2 separate regions of the Gossypium hirsutum genome follow, and region 1 is linked to region 2. Evidence: chromatin contacts called from public Hi-C data. All regions are on one chromosome and are shown on one strand. The core of a region is the stretch at or near the end of the contact, and the rest is flanking DNA. Distances in the headings are between cores, read along the strand shown. Region 1 holds the start of LOC107932693 (molybdenum cofactor sulfurase). Region 2 holds the start of LOC107932680 (protein NARROW LEAF 1).

Region 1 (4,678 bases), core at 455-2,954, 170 kb after region 2:
ATTATTAAGTGCACACAAAGTTATAGATTCAAGAATATTAAGAGAAGGAACAAAAATGCTGATCCTTTTCTGTCATATAATACACAAAACAAAACATACTATAAGTAATATCACTGTGGATATAAGATGATCTTAGAACAGAAGAAAGAAAACACACATACACACAAAACATGACTGCACTGGCCAGAATTTATGATAGTACTCCCAAAACTAGAAGTGGCAGGATACTCTCTAAGACCAAGTACGCTATTATGATTTTCCATTGTGTACATAAAGGTGCTCTTACAGCTCCAGGGAAAGTTCTCCCCTATGAGTTTCAATGCAGCTGTTGCCCCAGAAGTGAATATACATTTATAATCCTTTTGAGAAGCATTGCAGTAATCGAGGACCTATATAGCAAGAAAAATATACAAAAATAAAAGATAATTATTCTGATACCACAGATTAAAAAAAATGATAATTTATTTCAAATTGAACTAGAGCACAATTACCAATACCTATAAACTATTTATGACTTCATAGACCAAATAAAACCAGGCCATTTGAAATGTAGAAACTTTAAAACAAATTTCAGCAAAGAAATAAGAAGAACAACAGAAAACAAAGTAAAGTAACATTCGTGGTACCTGTCTGCGTGCTTCCCTTACAATGTCACTAGTGGCTGAACTAGAATCACTTTGGCTATCTTATAGAAGTAGTCAAGAGGAACATAAGACATAGTTCTATATAAGACCTATTATTTCTAAGCACGAATAAGACAATAAAATTATGACCCAAACTGAAACAAGAGTAGGACCTCCAGCTTTTCAGCCAAAAAACACATCAATAATCTGAGTTACTGCAATGTCACAATCAAAACAAACCAAAACCAGTACCAGTACCAGATATTCCTAAAGGGCTTGTAATTCCAAATCCAGGTAAGATAATACTTCTCAAAACAGATTAACTGAACCAATTTCTAGCTTTTCCCTCCAAAAATACAAAGCAGGATAAAAGTCAAAACCAAACTAATGCAGTGCTGATCTTGCTAAAGGGATTTTACTCAGTGCTTTAAAGAACTTATAATCATTTATAAGATTACCATACAATAGGGAAGATATTAGTCAATACGAATAGTTGGAATTTAATCGAATTTCAGAGAAAAAAACAATACTAGCTTTTGAGTTAAAAGGATACGAGGATTTCCATAAACAGTAGTCGTAAGATCTTTAAAGATAGCTTCCATCTGCAACTCGGAGTAAAGGGTTGCTCCAGCATGATCCAAATACACAGTATCTACAGTACCCAAAGCTCAAAAATAGCTTATCAAAGTACCCAAACCCAAAGCATCAAACAAAAACTCGAAATTCCAATTCTATCTTCTGAAATTTCAATTATTTCTTACTTGAAACAATAAAAGGAATATAAAATATCAATAAAAAAATTGAATAAAGAAAAAAAAATTGACCTTCTAATCGCTTGAACTCGGTGGAACGAATTTCGTCGATGGACTTAGGGGCGTTGGGGTAGCCGTAAAAGTCACCGAATTCCTTGAGAAACTCTTCCTTGCCGTCCATTTGCAGAGAACTTTCAGGGTTGGGATATGGTGATAAAAACACTAATGTTGACCAGCAGATAGATTGGAATGAGCTGAGGGGTACCTGTCCTCTAGCTTCTTCCCGAGGAACTAGTTCGGGACGAGTCAGAATTCAGAAACGTTTGAGAATTCAGACACGTTGTCTCCATAATTCTATTGGGTAAATTTTAACAAAGATCACTCATATATTAGTAAGTTTACATTTTGGTAACTCAGTTTAAAAATATTGCAAATTGATCATTGAATTGTTCGTTGGTTACAAGTTAATCACTGGCCCATTAAGTGCTAATAGACATCAAAGTTTGGGACAGGTAAATTTACAATTTGGCCACTCAAATAAAAAAGTTAAGATTGGTAACTGAATTATTAATAAGTTTACAAATTTACACTTTGGTCACTAATTTTATGCATTATCACTCCTTAACCCAATAATCTAAACAACATCAATTACAACTCCCAAGCGCAATCAAAGCAAGCAAAAATATAAATAAAAAAGAGGAAGAAAATCTCATATTTCAATGAGCTCTAAATAGTACCTATGAAAGCAAAGGGATAGAATAAAATTAGAGAAAAGATAATCAAAATATGTTTAAAAAAAAGAAACTCAAATGTACTAGATTCAATAAGAAGTTAATCAGAGAGTTTCAATCGATGGAGGCTTAATTCAAAAGGTCAAAGAGAAGATTTCATTGAGAAAATGAGCATATCAGAATTAGGTGACCAATCATCAACAATGGATCAAGATCGCAAAGTATCTCCATTAGGGTTTTAGGTTTAAATTAGTGGAGCTTTAGACCATTTCAAGGAAAATCAAACCATAATGTTGAAATAGGAGGGAAAAAGCGCTAGCTTAGTGTTATTCTTTGTAAAAGGAGGAAGTCAAATGGTACCAAGATTACTAGAATACAACTGTGAATGAGGTAATTAAAACCTTGAAACTTTTGTATAGTTCAGTGACCAACTTGTAACATTTTTTTTTAAATTGTCGAGTGAACTTGAGTGTAGTTTACCCTATGATAAATTGTAAACTAATGATCATTGTAATAGGCCCATTTTGCCCGGCCCGTTATAAACCAAAATTAAAAACCATGAACCAAAATAAACGGTCCATTTTTACAATGGCCCAACAGGCCCAAAAACCTAAAACTTACTACCCAATTTTGCAAACCCTAAGCCCAGCCCGAAAACTTAACATTTTCAGAGGAACCCTAGGGTTCCCCTCTCCAGCGCCGCAGCTCCCCCACGTGCCTCGAGCGCACCGTCCGCGCCAGGCCCCGAGGCCTGACAACCTCTGCTCGGCCTTGTACCAGCCCCGTCTCATCGCCTTTGCTATCACCTGCAAACAAGCAAGAAAAGAGGACAGACAAGGAGCAGAATACAAAAGTAAAAGGCAACAACAAAAACAGGAGATTGACTTTTCTTCATATTGTAATCGGCTATAAAGCCGAAATGAAATCAGTTTGTAGAGGGTGGGGGGTTCATTTTTTAAAAAATTTTGTATTACACATATATCTTCAGAGAAATCGAAAGCAAAAAAAAATCTAAAAAGGTGTTTGTTCTTATTTTTTGATCTTTTTATTTTTGATTTTTCTATTTTTTTTATTTTTTTTATTTTACAAATTATTTTTTAATAAAAAAGGGGCTTGAAATAAAAAAAAGGGGCAAGGAAACTTACTTGGAGCCTCCGGCGGTCGCGACGTCGGTGACCCTTTCCCCATCGCCGGCATCGGGCCCAAAAGGGAGCCGAGAGTCTCCTCCCTTCAGCATCTCCGTGTTTCGGTGGTGTGGCCTTCAAGGGGTGTTCAAAACGGGGCTAAATACGCCCCTTTGCGTGACGCTGGCCACCGTTCATGGTGTTGTAACACCCCAAACCCGGACCAGACGTTATGGTCGGATCTGACATGCTACATCGAAGCATTCAAAACATTTTATATTATTGGTCCAGAAAAACTTATTTAGTGTTTTAAAAGATAATTTCATTATAGGTTAAAGTGAATGGAAGCTGTGCACCAGGTAGGAAACCGGAAAAGAGGTGGTGAGTCCATCGGACTGCTTAAGTACCAAGCTCCCTTCGAATCCAATCCTAGACATGCATACCGCCATTGCCACACCTTAACGTCATGGATATTTCTAGGAAACCGATTTGATTAAGTCATTTTTAGGAAAAGTGATTAATTTTGGAAAATACTTTCATTGCAGAAGCTTTGCTTGTTGTCGTGTTATTTTGAAATCAATTGTTGTTTTTGAAAACGCGCCCTAAAGCTATCCAATTTCAACAGTTAAAATAAGTATTACCTATCTTAGTAATACATATTAAAACCATCAAAATAATTAAGCGGCCTTATTACATTTAAAAGCCAAAAACTTCAAACGTAAATAAAAGGATGTCCAGTTCACCAGAAGAAAATCAAACTTTCAGAACGGGTGGCCACTCCGAATTCCCTCACAGCTCCAAGCCCACTATGGTTGGGGATTTCCTGCGTGGATGAAAATAAAAGGGGTGAGTTTGGGGAAACTCAGTGTGTAAGGAAACCCATTCAAAGCCCAAGTCAGCTCAAGCCCATTGGGCCTAAGCCCATTCAGGTAACAGTGGTACTGGGCCAGAGCCCTTTTCAGATTACAATAAACTGGGCCTTAGCCTCTTATTCAGATAACAGTATGGCCCATAGGCCCATTTGGAAATACATGCAACATCAATAACATATGCAAGCCCATTTGGGGAGACTACTCAACCCACCAACCACTACACTCCACCCGTACCAGCCATACACTCCATGTGGGGAATAGCTCAACCCACCCAGCCCAACACTCCACAGTTGCAGCCTTGCTGCTCAGTTAACAGTAAATTGAGGCAAAGCCTCCAGTATGTGGACAAGCCACTTTCAGTACTTCCTCCGTCAATATCCCAATCCCATGCATCAGATAATAACAACATGGCATACAGTAAATAACAACAGTCAAACATGCATTTAGGTCAATTTAACCCTAGGGGTATTTCGGTAATTTATCTCTTAGGGGTAAAACTGTAAATTTTCCACTTTTAAAGGTATTTCAGTAATTTATCTATTTTAGGGTTTTTCATGCATATTCCTACCTTTCACG
Region 2 (4,894 bases), core at 2,094-4,593:
ATGTTAATGCTGATACCGAGAAAGATGGGCCAAAACGACCACGGGAACGTATGTTTAATTTTGTAAAATTTTATGTTTTTTTAATTTGTATATTTAGTTTTTAACATGTTATTCAACTTGTTATCTGATGGATATCAGCTTCTCCTCAACGGAAACCCCCGCCTTCACCACGAAGGAGATCTCCTGTGGGTCGAAGAGGTGGATCTCCTAGACGACCACCAGAGTCTCCTCGTCGGCGACCTGATTCTCCGGTTCGTCGTCGTGGTGAAACACCTCCTAGGCGCCGACCTGCCTCTCCTGCTAGAGGTCGTTCTCCATTGTCTCCTCCACGGCGTCTTCGATCTCCAGCAAGGTCTGTTAGTCCTAATAGGTAATAGCTTGTTTAAATGAACTGGTTTTGAAAGATTTTGACCCATTTAATGTTTTCAGGACCTCTCCGCGTAGGATGCGTGGCAGTCCAATCCGAAGGCGTTCTCCACCTCCAAGGCGCCGGTATGCATGCGATTTATTTATTTCCATAATGCTTTAATTTTATTGCCCTAAGGTACTAGTGAGTCGACGCAACTTGTGAATAAATGAATAAATTCACATCTTACTGAATCAGAGAAATCAAGAGTGCTATAATTTGCTAGGCAAACCCAGTATTGGCCGTTTTAACTAACACTTTGGCGTTGATTTCTTGCCAGTATGAAGTGTAGATTAGTCGAGACAAAGTAGTTCAACTATAATTTGCTTACTATTAAGTTTTATTACAGTTCACCTCCCAGACGACCTCGTAGCCCTCCAAGAAGGTCTCCATTCAATCGTAGACGTAGCCCTTCTCCAATTCGTAGGCGGAGCCGTTCTCCAATTCGCAGGCCTCTTCGTTCTCGTTCAAGGTCAATCTCACCACCAAGGTCGGGCATTTGCTCTAAACAATCTTTTTTTTCATTTTCATCACAACACTGTTTATCCTGCAATATGCCAAAAAGTTTTCAAGAATAGTGATAAAATGGAATGCATTATTATATTTAATTATATGGGCTGGAATTAAATTTGATTAACTTCATTGAATGAGTGAATTTGAGCTTGTGCTGGTCCTCTTATCAATTGTCTACCGTTGTTTGTAATCATGTGTTCACCTTGTATCTTACTTCAGTATTTTATCTTCAAAACAGAGGCAGAGGACCTGCAGCACGGCGTGGGAGGTCATCATCCTATTCCCGATCACCCAGTCCCCGAAAGGTTTTGCGATTTCTTTACTTTTGGTTTTGAGGGGAGTAACATATTTACTAGTTATTTAACATGACTTTTTCTTTTTCAATTATGACAGGCAGGACGAAGGGTTTCAAGGAGTCGCAGTCCTAGGAGGTAATTTCAACTTTTTCCCCGCAATCGCAAGATGGTTTCTTTGTTTCGTCATTTATTTGTTATTAGTTTGTTAATGATCGATAGATGCTGTGTGTTCACGGAAACTAAGCTGTGCTTGCATGAGAACTCTCTCTCTCTTGTGCGCGTGCTTATTCTTAAAAACTTTTGCCTATGGCCCAAGTTGCTTCTTGTTGTGGTTTCCAATTTATAATATGAAGGGATGCTTTTTTCATGTGCAGGCCATTGAGAGGAAGAAGAAGCAGCAGCAACAGCAGCAGCAGTAGTTCGCCTCCTCGGAAGCCGTAGATTCCCTCAGCTGATTCTCTATTTGTTGTGTGAATGATGTAATAGGAGAGTCAGTATCGAGTTGCTTGAGAATAATACTTACACATTGCATCTGTGATGATACTTTAACTGCCTTTTAACAAAGTCTTGATGATGAGTTGTGATTATTGATAATGAGTACATTATGTGTGAAAGAGTTTGTTTCCCTAAACCATTAGTTACTTTTAAATCTCTCTACCACTTAGCCTTTATTTTTAGAGTTAATATATATTATGCCCTTGAATTTTTTATCTGAACTTAGTTGGTTCTTAAATTTGTATTTCGTCAATCAGTTTGGCATTTTTGTTCACATTTAGTCATTCCAGTGACGGAATAAGTTTAGGTACCAATTAGATTAAAAAAAATAGGAACCAGTTATTTGGAGTTAAAATATATATTAACTCTTATTTTTATTTTAACCATGAATTTAGTCCTCTTCACAGAAATTAAGGAAAATTGAGCAGTTAGTTTATTTGGGTTATGGGGTTAAACATTATTGTTAAATTGCGGATCTGATAATTAGATGTTTGTAGTTTTGTAAAGTATGACAAATAGATAAGATAATTAATTGTTTGTAGTTTCGTAAAGTAGGAGTATTAGCTAAAATTTTTGACAAAATTAAAGTTGAGGAATTAACGCTAATTTATATAGAGGAAAATTGATAGAGGAGTGAATTGAAATATGTAATAGATTTTTATTAATTCTTTTTGTCCTTTGTTAGAAGGGGTTAACCATAGTAATAAATTCTTTTTGTCCTCTATTAGAAAGGGAAGAAAGGGCTAACCATAGTTTGAATCTTGACCTTGGTGTCAACTGATTATTTAACCATACTTGAATCTTAGACTTAGGTATCAGCCAGGGGTTTGACTAGGTGAAGTTAGAAAATTCTTATAATAGTAAAAATATAATTTTATTATTTTAATAATTTATATTTTTATAATTTTCAAAATATTTAATTAAAATTTTATTATTTTTGAAGTGTTAAAAGTGTAATTTTATCATTAAAAATTTAAAATTTTAAAGAGTCTAAATAGAAAATTTTTATTTTAGGGAAGTCGAGTCTTTGTCAACCCTCCCATTCGTCATTGGTATGAATCGTAAATTTATAATTAACATATTTTATCATTAAAAACATTTAGTATTTAATATTATTGGTAAAAATTATTCTCAAAAGGTAAAATGTTTATTTTAAATAAAATGTTGTACATAAAAAAATAAATTATTTACATCGATTTAAATTATAATAAAATATAAAAAAATAATTTACTAATAATATCTTGATATACAAAATATGGATTTTAAATGTTTTTAAGTAATCAATATAAATTATTTTTCAAAATTTAATTTAAATAAATATAAAGATGACATATAAATCATAATTTTTATAAATTAAAATATACAAAATACTGTATAAATATTACAAAAATTTGATGATAAACACGATTCTGATCATGAAAATGATTTTCCAATTTTTATTTTTATTTTATAAATTATAGGTTTTGCATTGAGGTTAAAGAGTATTTTATAAAAGAATGATGTATTTGACATTATTTATAGGTTGAAAAGTATTTTTAAAAACAATAAATTCGAGACGAATTAGGATTGAACTAACGTTAATATGTCAAAGCTCAAACATTAATGAGGCTTAGCTCTAAGCAAGGCCCATAGCCATTAAACTCATTTTATGAATAAATAAAAGGAAAAAAAAAGTGCTTTATTTTTTCCTTGTTTTACCGAGGAAATTCCATCTCCCTTTCCCACTCTAGTTGCCCACAGTCACAGTTTCAGCTGTAGAACACGAAGGAAGGCTCTTCGCTCAAACAACGGCAAGTTCTTTTTTTCCTTCATAAGTCAATCTCTTCAGTTTTGTTTATTTATTTATTTATTAAGGTTTTTGGTATTTGTTTTTTTTTTGATTTTATGAATTGAGAATTTCTTTTTTAAAAAATCAAATTTAAAAGCAACTGCACTTTTTTTTTTGGCTGTTGTTTCTTAGAAAGAATGGAAATTTTGATGGTTTGTAATAGGATGAATTATTTGATTTTCTTTCGAATTTTGATTAGAGTTTTACGTGCATAAATATGTTTCGGAAAAAATGAAAAAAAATTTACGGGGGGTGGGGGGTCTAAATTCATTGTATATTATTCTCCATTAGTAATAGCAAATAGTGTGTAAACACTTTGATCATGATGAAGAACTCTTAATTTTATATATTTTTCTTTCTAAAAAAAGTAAATTTGACTAGAAGTCCCAATGATAAGTTATTCAAATTATAAGCAAATAATTTAATATGAAAAATTTCAAAATTATGACTCAAAAAATTTATTCAAAAAGTTAAGTGACCTAAATTATAATTTTCTTTAGAAAAAAAATCAAAATAAAAAAAAAATCATTTTTCAACATACAATGGTGGCAATATCTAGTTTCATTAATGAAGAAATTTAACGTGTCCTAGACAAGAATATGATTTATATTAAACATATCATGTTGATGTTGTGCTTATTAACTGTTTTCTATGTTTAGTATGTGGCGCTTATCATATTTTCATGTTATATCTAAAATTAACAAGGCTGAATTGAAGTGAAAAAAAATTCCCGTCGTTACATTTGGCCTTTCATGTTATTATTCTTTCAGGGTTTGAATCAGAAAGAAAGGGTAATCTTTTATTTGTAAATCATAGTCTAACTGCCTGCTTAGATGCTTGTGTATATTGAGTCATTGTCATTTATTATGGTTTCCAGGTGTTTCACTGCATTATCTGTTTAGCCAGTCCAAACGATGGACCGATCTAGACTTAATATGAGGGGTCGTTGCTCCGGTTCAACACCATCAGAGGAATCGGCTTTGGATTTTGAAAGAACCTGCTGCTGTCATCCTCATCTTCCTTCATTTAGTTCACCGACACTTCAGCCTTTTGCTTCGGCTGGACAGCACAGTGATAACAATGCTCCTTACTTTTCATGGCCGACATCCAGCAGGTTAAACGATGCTGCTGAAGAGAGGGCAAACTATTTTGCTAATCTACAGAAAGGAGTTCTGCCTGAGACTCTTGGTCGGTTGCCGAAAGGGCAACAAGCAACAACATTACTCGAGCTAATGACCATAAGAGCATTTCATAGCAAGATTTTGAGATGCTACAGTCTTGGGACAGCGATTGGTTTTCGTATTAAAAAGGGTGTGCTCACTGACATACCAGCTATCCTTGTTTTCGTCTCCAGGA

Evidence for each region. A called contact is a pair of places that touch in the nucleus more often than the background predicts.
Region 1: a Hi-C map of hypocotyl shows a contact between it and region 2, with 3 times the contacts expected there. The contact joins the promoter of LOC107932693 here to the promoter of LOC107932680 in region 2. A contact is called at or near these places in 10 of 34 Hi-C or Micro-C datasets (callus, hypocotyl, leaf and 1 more).

The regions. Positions count from the first base shown.
Region 1 is chrA01:3,414,540-3,419,217 of Gossypium_hirsutum_v2.1, forward strand. It overlaps LOC107932693 (molybdenum cofactor sulfurase), which reads right to left and starts at 1,705. Exons shown (of 22, transcript XM_016864753.2): 1 at 1,448-1,705; 2 at 1,177-1,275; 3 at 627-685; 4 at 229-389. The coding sequence starts at 1,556.
Region 2 is chrA01:3,242,532-3,247,425 of Gossypium_hirsutum_v2.1, forward strand. LOC107932680 (protein NARROW LEAF 1) reads left to right here and starts at 3,344. Exons shown (of 6, transcript XM_016864739.2): 1 at 3,344-3,500; 2 at 4,416-4,894. The coding sequence starts at 4,453. LOC107932687 (serine/arginine-rich splicing factor SR45) reads left to right here. Exons shown (of 12, transcript XM_041074243.1): 6 at 1-48; 7 at 139-352; 8 at 430-492; 9 at 756-896; 10 at 1,139-1,224; 11 at 1,313-1,350; 12 at 1,590-1,846. The coding sequence ends at 1,347.